Linked DNA regions of Mus musculus: regions 1 and 3 are each linked to region 2. The links are chromatin contacts, called in public promoter capture Hi-C maps. All regions are on one chromosome and are shown on one strand. Each heading gives the region's core, a stretch centred on a gene start, on an enhancer-like site or on the middle of the called end of the contact. The rest is flanking DNA. Distances are from core to core; before and after follow the strand shown.

The links. Promoter capture Hi-C pulls out the DNA fragments that hold promoters and counts their contacts. Capture Hi-C pulls out chosen DNA fragments and counts their contacts.
Region 1: a contact with region 2 is called in a promoter capture Hi-C map of liver, with 2.9 times the contacts expected there. The contact joins the promoter of Acadsb here to the promoter of Abraxas2 in region 2. A contact is called at or near these places in 3 of 39 promoter capture datasets (hippocampal neurons, liver and pre-B cells), 2 of 484 Hi-C or Micro-C datasets (B cells and CD4 T cells), 2 of 115 datasets of contacts at active chromatin or transcription factors (astrocytes and embryonic stem cells) and 2 of 9 other capture datasets (liver and pancreatic islet).
Region 3: a promoter capture Hi-C map of pre-B cells shows a contact between it and region 2, with 3 times the contacts expected there. The contact joins the promoter of Plekha1 here to the promoter of Abraxas2 in region 2. A contact is called at or near these places in 2 of 39 promoter capture datasets (liver and pre-B cells), 1 of 484 Hi-C or Micro-C datasets (B cells) and 2 of 115 datasets of contacts at active chromatin or transcription factors (large pre-B cells and pancreatic cancer cells).

What each region holds. Positions count from the first base shown.
Region 1 is chr7:131,409,107-131,411,875 of GRCm38.p6, reverse strand. It overlaps Acadsb (acyl-Coenzyme A dehydrogenase, short/branched chain), which reads right to left and starts at 1,275. Exons shown (of 11, transcript NM_025826.4): 1 at 1,089-1,275. The coding sequence starts at 1,130. Ikzf5 (IKAROS family zinc finger 5) reads left to right here and starts at 1,398. Exons shown (of 4, transcript NM_175115.4): 1 at 1,398-1,489.
Region 2 is chr7:132,857,823-132,860,588 of GRCm38.p6, reverse strand. Abraxas2 (BRISC complex subunit) reads right to left here and starts at 1,364. Exons shown (of 9, transcript NM_198017.3): 1 at 1,256-1,364. The coding sequence starts at 1,354.
Region 3 is chr7:130,864,453-130,867,152 of GRCm38.p6, reverse strand. It overlaps Plekha1 (pleckstrin homology domain containing, family A (phosphoinositide binding specific) member 1), which reads right to left and starts at 1,429. Exons shown (of 13, transcript NM_001346515.1): 1 at 1,170-1,429. Gm5602 (a long non-coding RNA gene) reads left to right here. Exons shown (of 4, transcript XR_869992.3): 2 at 440-1,006.

The DNA.
Region 1 (2,769 bases), core at 26-2,525, 1.4 Mb after region 2:
ATCAGTAGCTTGTAAAACCGGGAATAAATACTGCAGGATTTTGATTGCTCGCCAGAATAATGGGTGAGACTTGAGACTTAACATCTGCCCGAGGAAATTTTAAGATTACTATTTAGCTGGAGGGTTTCCAGCTAACTACAACCACAGCAAAGGCACCCAACTGTCCTTTCACTTCAAAGTTAGCTAAATGGGCTCGTCAATCGCCTAAGTAGAGAAACATCCTCCAGGAAAGCTGTCTCTTTCAGGCACCTGAAGAAATAGCACCAAGTCCAGCTAACGTAGGTTTGCTCATGGTTCAACCCATTGCCCCCTCTGACTGGTCAGAGTGTCTTCTGTTATTCTGACAGATGCTGTCATCTGCACTGTACTGTGTGTCCTAATTCCAAGCTCAGGAAATCCGAGAGAGCAAAGGGAGGCCAGAAACATCCTGGTGAGACAAGAGGCTGGCCTCAGACCAAGTTTGAGGAAGAGGACTAGAATGGGCTTTTGGGCTCCTCAGAATCTAAGGGAGCTGGTCAGATCCCCGCAGTGAGATAAAGCCTAAGAAATTCCTTCCCTGAATGGTTAAGACCCAGAAATATGAGAGGTCCCTTCCAGCTGGGCTGCTGAAGGGAAGAGAGTGTCAATAGGCTCGACAAGCAGGCCTAGATTTTAGTCATTAAAAATCATCATTATCGGTTGGGTGATGGTGGCGCACGCCTTTAATCCCAGCACTCGGGAGGCAGAGGCAGGCAGATTTCTGAGTTCGAGGCCAGCCTGCTCTACAGAGTGAGTTCCAGGACACCCAGGGCTATACAGAGAAACCCTGTCTCGAAAAAAAAAAAAAACAAAACAAAAACAAAAACAAAAAAAACCCCAAAAAACAAAACAAAAAAATCATCATCATCATCCGGGGAAATGTGGCATGAGCTGGGACGGATCCTGAAGGAAAACCAGACGGAGGTGAAGGGTCTGTGGAGACCCAGCCCCAGGCTCAGCCCCCTCCACCAGCCTCCCAGACCCCCAGCCCATTAGGAAAAGATGACGTCGCCAGGAATCAGTGTGGCCACAGGCCTCCTGAGACGGTCGCTTCGACCGACCCCACTCACCAGCCCGCCCATACGCCACAGCTGGAGCGCAGAGACCGCCATCCTCGCTTCGGGCAGGGTGGCCCTGTTAAGCTCGCAAGGCTTTCCACGAACCCTTGCGCAAGACTCCCTCGGCCTGGCAAGCTCGGGCCCTGCCCACTCCGAGCATCCGCCCCTCACACACCCCTTTGAGTCCCCGCCCACTGCCGCCTACGGAACCCCAGGAGAGACATAATTCTCTCCTTGCTCCCTGCAGCACGCTCACGCGAGACTTGGGCAAGGCGTGGGGCGGGCGGGAAGGGAGCGGAGACACAACAAATATGGCGGCTACAGCTGCGACGCTGACGAACGCTGAGGCGGTGGCGGTGGCGGCGACGGCAGTGAAAAGGGCTGTGGGGATTCCTCGGTGCGGTTGTCAGGAGGTGAGTCACGGGGGGCGGTCAGCTTCCACGGCGGCGCTACGGTTACTCAGGGCACGTTGACGGAATGGCGGAAGGTAAAGTGCCGGGTTCATTGCTAGCCGGCTAACACCGCTTTCGCCTTGGCCACAGCGGAGGGTCCTGCGTGCCCCGTGGGCTGCCAGCGTGGTGACTCGGGACTCTCTTGGGCTCGTAAGTGACTGGGTGCGCCGCCCGGAGGCTCGCGAGCGAGTCGGCGCCGTCGGGCCGCAGCTCGGAGCTCAGGGTGGGGAGCTGTCTCCGGCTTTGACAGGTGGCGATCGCAGGGAGCATCCCTGTGTAGTGCATTCTCGGGGTGCCAAAGTCGACCCCAGCAACCCCGGTGTATCCTGGATAGGGTGTTAACCCCGGGCTGCTGTTGGGAAGGAGTTTTCTTTCTCTCATGACCTGGCGTCTACTGCCTGTACTTTCCAATGTTGGGAACAGGTGAGGCTGGGGAGGATCTTCCGACTCATTCAAGATTTCTGTCCCCGATCGATTCATCATCGATCGACTGTCGGGAATGTTCTTGGATGCTCAATGTGGCTCCTCCTCAGCTAAGCGTCCAAGTGCTGTCTGTCTAACTGTAGATCCTAAGTATAGTCAGTGGTAGCTGCCAGTAACCACATGGCCTCTTTAATGACTCCTTTGTGTGCTGGTCAGAACCGGACAGAGGAGTGAGAACGGACATGAAGACTTCTGAAGTTGTGAGGTCCAGGGAAATTACACTTAGAAGACACAGCATGAAAACAGCTGCTTAAAACATCTGGACTACTTGTAAGACTTTGTCTTGAGTTTATGTTGTCTTCAGCACAGCTGAGGATGAACGTTTTCTTGGAAGTTCCTTGCGGGGGAACTGGGATGTTTGAAGTTCTTTTCCTGTAAGGGTCCCGTGTTTCCCAGGAAACCGTAACTGTTGTACTGTGGGACACTGAAGATGGGCTTCAGATATGCCGTGGTTGAGTCCTGGTGGTTGTTACATATATTTCCCTGGCGATAGAGCTAATGTACTTTTATGTGCAACTGGACTTATTCAGCAACATTAAGCCTGGCATCTCTTGAAATTAGCATATTATATATGAATGGCATTGAAGTTTTTTTGTTAAAAGTAAATGACCAGTGGCAACATGATAGTAACACAAATGGCTAGGATGTAATTGTGGGCCACCAAGCTTGCCCTTGCTTTTTTTTTTTTTTTTCAGTTAATGATAATGACACACAAATTATGTTATTAACTTGTTACTAAGCCTGTAGTCCCTAGCAAA
Region 2 (2,766 bases), core at 115-2,614:
GAAGAAACGGAACTATGGCAGTTTCTAGAAATACTGTCCAAGTTTCTTATCTTTATAATAATCTTGTCTTATACACAAACTATGACATTCCTAGGTACTCTCTAAAACAGAATAAATAAGCACCCTGAACTCGTAACTGCAGTCCATGGACGCTAGGAACTTTACAACCACTTACAGTATTAAGAGCTAGCTGCAATACTGAAGGCTAGTAGGTCAGAGCTGGCTTTAGGAAAAAAAGCAGAACAATGCTGAATATATTCCTATCAGTAATCTCTGCCATCAACACTGCAGAGATGAAAAGAACAGTAAATTCATTCCACTCAGTATACTCATGGAATCGCCTCTCAGAATCAGTCTTTATTAATGGAATCGAAGATCAGTGACATCAAACCAAATCCAGTTTCCCTTCTAACTACTGTTTTTATAATGACAACCACAAAAAGCCCCATCTCTTATTCAATGAATTTAAATCGTTCACCAATAACAACAACACACACACAAACCGCTAATTGGTGGGAGAGTAATGTCCTGTAAAAGCACCTATTTCACAAATAATTTCCAGAGGTCAACGGCATTGAAAGGCAATTCGTAAAATAAAGACACCGAAGAGTCCTATGGACTCCATGGCCTGTACATTTCTGATCGCTCATAAGTGGGCCTGTCACTTCCCTCTTAAGACAAGTTCCGGGGATTAGAACACTCGCTGAGGAACTAAACAGGCAACTTTGAGGAAGTGCAAACAAGACTCTGCACCTAACGAGCCTATTCACATTCTCCATTTTCCACTGGGGTGAAAAAAAAAAAAATCCAAACAGCCACATCTGATAAGTATGAACGGTGACAGACACGACGACCCGTGTGGCCGGGGGTCAGAACTTGGATCCTCTCCTAGATTACAACCCAGACCTTTGAACTCCATCCCGACCCAAGGCACTCAAGTCTGGAAGCGCGATTCTCAGCGAGGGGTAGGCACCCAGTTTTGGCTAGGCGACTCCTGACACTGGCGGGGCCGGGCGCTTTAGGTCCTTTGGACTGAGAACAGCTGTGCCAGGACCCGCCCGAGGCCGAGAGCGCCAGAGAAGGGCCCGCGGGGTGCAGGAGCTGGAAGGGGGCGGGAGCCGCCTGGGTCACCAGCTCATCGGTTTGTCCCGGGGATTGAAGGCCGAGCCTCCAGCGGTCGTCGCTTGGCCGCAGGCGCCGGCCTGAGGAGGAAGCCGAAGGCCCCAGCGGCCACGGCAGGGGGCCCGGCACCTACGTGGTCGGCGTTGCTGTTGGCGCTGTGGAAACACACAGCGCTGAAGGTGTAGCCCGAAATGGAAGCCGCCATGATGGAAATCTCCACCTCCCCCATCATGCCCCGCGGAGGGTGCACAGCCTTCCGGACGCCCCGCCGCTGAGCATCCTGGGAAATGAAGTCCTCCAAGCTACTCGAAGCTAGGACAGGGAAGTAAAGGATTCCAGATCAAAGAGAACCAGCACCTTCAGTTTTGTGTGTTCCTCAGACACCGGCCTGTCTGTACAGCCTTGTTATAATCCAGTTTGTCCCTTCTGCAAATGAAGTTGAAGGATGGAAGGCCGGAGATGATTCCAGCAATTGAACAGGTTGAGATTTGACTTGGGAACAGCATGATGTAATTTCAACTTGAACAGACCACTTTGCCTGCCTGGTTGAGACTAATGCGTAGGAGAAATGGAAGGGAAGGAGATTTACAATAATCCCCACCTGGTGCAGTGACAGGGGAATTATGGTCAGAAGTAGTGGAGCTGGTAAAACGATTGGATTCTGGACTCAAAAACAATTCAAATATAAGTCGTGTAAGGGCAGAAGGGTTGCATGTCGGAGGCCAGCCAATGAATGCTACATAGACTTGTTTCAACAAACAACAAAAACAAAAACCTTCAAGTTTGACAAAAATCATAGAAGACAAAAACAAATAAGTAGCAATGAATAAACTATCAAATTTAGAAAGAAAAAAAAAAAGGGAACTATTTCTTCTGCAGCTTGCTAAGACTTCAGTATTCCTAGCTGGGCTCCTGATTTCCCTACAGAGCTACTTCTCACTTCTTTTCCAAGTTCAGCAAATAAAACTGTTTATGACAATTACTCAAATCAAAACCTTTGCAGCTGGGGCTGGAGAGATGGCTCAGAGGTTAAGAGCACTGACTGCTCTTCTGAAGGTCCTGAGTTCAAATCCCCGAAACCACATGGTGGCTCACAACCATCCATAACGAGACCTAGCGCCCTCTTCTGGAGTGTCTGAAGACAGCTACAGTGTACTTGCATATAATAAATAAATAAATCTTAAAAAAAAAAAAAAAACCTTTGCAGCTAGCCTTAACAACTTCTTTTCTCTTGTTCCCTACATCAGATCAGCTAAAACGATCTTCAAAAAAATACTGAGTCCTACGATTCACTACCAGCACATCTGCCACCCTGACCCAAAACACCATTTTCTCTCTCCTGGTTATGACAACTTCTCAGAGTCCCAGTTGGTGGCAATTTTGCCCTTAAGGGATGCTTGACATTGCTAGGAGATATTTTCCAATGCCAACCCCAGGGGAAGGAGGTAAACTCAGGAAAGGCCTCATAACAGAATTAACCAGTCCAAAATGTCGAGGTAATGAAGTGAGGCTGTTGACCTGCAAATATATCCTCAACACAGTCAGTGAAATGATCATGGTAATGTTTAGATATAAGGTGTCAATTATACCTGGCCAGCCTCCAAATCCTACGCCGACATGCCCTCCCCCTGCATTCCTGCTTCT
Region 3 (2,700 bases), core at 180-2,679, 2.0 Mb after region 2:
TAAATTTGAGGGAAAATGGTTTGCCACAAGTTTGTTGGTAAGATAAACTAAGACGCACTGTATTCAAAATTCGTGTTACTATTTTTGAAATAATAGTTCATCTCCAGCTGTAAACTAAAAATGGTTTTTCATTTTACTTCCAAAGCGTCTGAGTCACTTAACACTCTTCTAAACTTCGCTACAGATTCGTCCAGTGGCCGTCAACGTAAAAAGCCTGGAAGCTAGAGAGCAGATCACTCTACAGTCTTAAGACAATGGTATAAACCTTGGAGTGGGCTATTTGTTCCGGTCATTAAACACACAGGAAATAAGCTTTTCTGGTTAGAAAACTAATTTACAAAGGGCAATACGACTTCACAAGAGTACAGAAAATCTTATTAAGATAGATAACGACCAACTCATCCAAGCAAGTATTAGAAAGAACGGGAAGGCGAACTAGAAAACGAAATGCCATAAACTACCTGGTATCTGTTCCTTAAACCTGTCCTCGGGACTCGGTCCCAGACAACATCAGTTTCTGAATTTACTCGGCCCTCGGTGGAGCCTCAGCTTGGGTGTCGAGCAGAACGAGGATTCTACCAAAAGCGGAGCACCGCGAACAGCAGCAGGGCGCTTTCAACCTGACACCACTTTCTCCCCGGACACTCTCCCGGGAGGGTCAATAGAAAGCATCCGAAAGGAACCAGAAGCCGAGCAGGGCAGCCCTCTTCCAAGTCCCGAACCCAGAGTTCAGGCGCCTCTCGGGTCCCACCCGCCTGACCTTGGCCAGGGCACTCCCAACCCTGCCACTCTCTCGGTCCGCACACGCGGGGAAGCCGGGCTGTGCGGGAGCGAGCGGCGCGGATGGGGCGGACACGGCCCTGGAGGCGCGCCGCTCCGACAGGCGTCGCCACCGGGATCCCCGACAGGGGCCGAGCCACGGCGACGGCAGCGAGGACACCAGGGGCTGTGGGCCTTGGCGGGGACCCGCAGGGCTGGCGTCGGGCGCAGAGGAACCCGCGCACAGGTGAGTCCGGCCTCGCCCAGGTGCGCGCGCCCGCGGACGCGCGAGGAGGCGCGGCCCCGCGCCCCCCTCAGCAGCCGGTGGCCGCCTCAGCCTTGCCTTCCTCGCCCCGCTTTCCCCTTCCACACACGCACACCCGAGCTGCACACCTCATGCCCCACTTTACCGCGGCCTCCGCCCGGAGCACCCGCGCCACCGCGGTCCCGGCTCCTTCAGGCACCCAGCTGCCGGGAGCGGCGCCCACGACGGCCCGCCCGCGCACTGCGCACGCGTGCACGCGCTGCCTCTACCAGACCAGACAGCGACTGAGATTCCGGAGCGGGCACTCCCTACCGCGAACACTACAAGTCCCGACAGGCTCCGCGCACGCCCGGCGGCGTGGCGGGCAAAGGAATCGGGCGTCTTCCTAGTTCCAGGGTGGTGGCTCGCGGCCGCGCGCGGGGCGCTGGGTTCCCCATGCCGCGCTGCATCCTGGGGCTTGCAGTTTTTGAGGACCACGAGGCTCGGCTTAGGACGTGGAACTAGAGGTTCTCTGATGTCATCACCTAGAGCTGCGAGGCACAGGGATCTTTAAAAATAGGTTTGGTTCCTTTGCAGATAATTTGCAAGCTGTCCCATAGTGGGTACAAGAAACATAAAATTCACTGGTTGTGCACCAGTTTTTTGCTCCTAACCATTTCTTTCTCAAAATGCAATTTCACCTCATCCTTAAAATAGTGGTATTAATGCAAGAGGCCAAGGAAATTTAAAAGGATTGCTCAAAACTCTTTCAAGGAGATATTTTAAAATATTCAGCCTATTTGTTGAGCAACCTCAGTGTATGAAGTCCCTGCCCTCGTGGAGCCTGTGTTTCATAAGGGGAGCTAGCCCTTTACAAAATACAATCCTTATACATTTTAATAAGTGGAAGAAAAGAATGAGCTTCAGAGATAGAGATAGGGAGGCAGGCTTCAGAGAGGATGTCCTGTCCAGCAGCATTCTCTAAGGAAGAGATATTTCAGCTGAAACCTGAAGAAGGTGAGATATTTAAACATGCAAAAGAACTGGGAGAGAATTACATACCCCACTTTTCCCAGTGAGTGACACACACTGAGGCTCTCAATAAACGTTTGGGGGTTTGTATCCTGCACAGCTGGGGATCATGCCCTCTCACTTGAGAGTGTTTTATCAACCTTTCTCATGACAAGGTTCCTCTGTCGTGTACGTGGGACAACTAGGCTATGCTAGATGAGAGACTGGAGGGGTAGAACTGGCAAACTGCCCGTGCTGACTCTCCACCTCAAATCTCCAACATCGAAGACGATCAGCACCTTACCTTCTTAGAAATCTCAGCTACACAGCCTTGCTGAGGGCCATCTGGCTCTTCTTCAGGTGGGAGCAAGAAGACTCCTTTCCTTATCTACAGACTGGTTGAAAGAGTCCATAGAGTTGCCAGCGCAGCCCTTTCATTTGGCCCATGCACTGGGCTTTTGCTGATTTAACTGAATGTATAGATGAAGTTTTAAAAAAAGTTTTCACATAAAAATCCAAATGTCACCTGATTTTCTCAGGTTTTTTGAGCTAACTTTCCTTGGCTTGAAGATCTGAAAGAAATTCCTGGCTTTTCAGCCCTTGGAGCCCTAGGAGATTCCATTGGGAGTGATTAGAATGTACATAACGAATTGGCTGTTTGCAAATCTGTAACAGAGAAAAGCAAT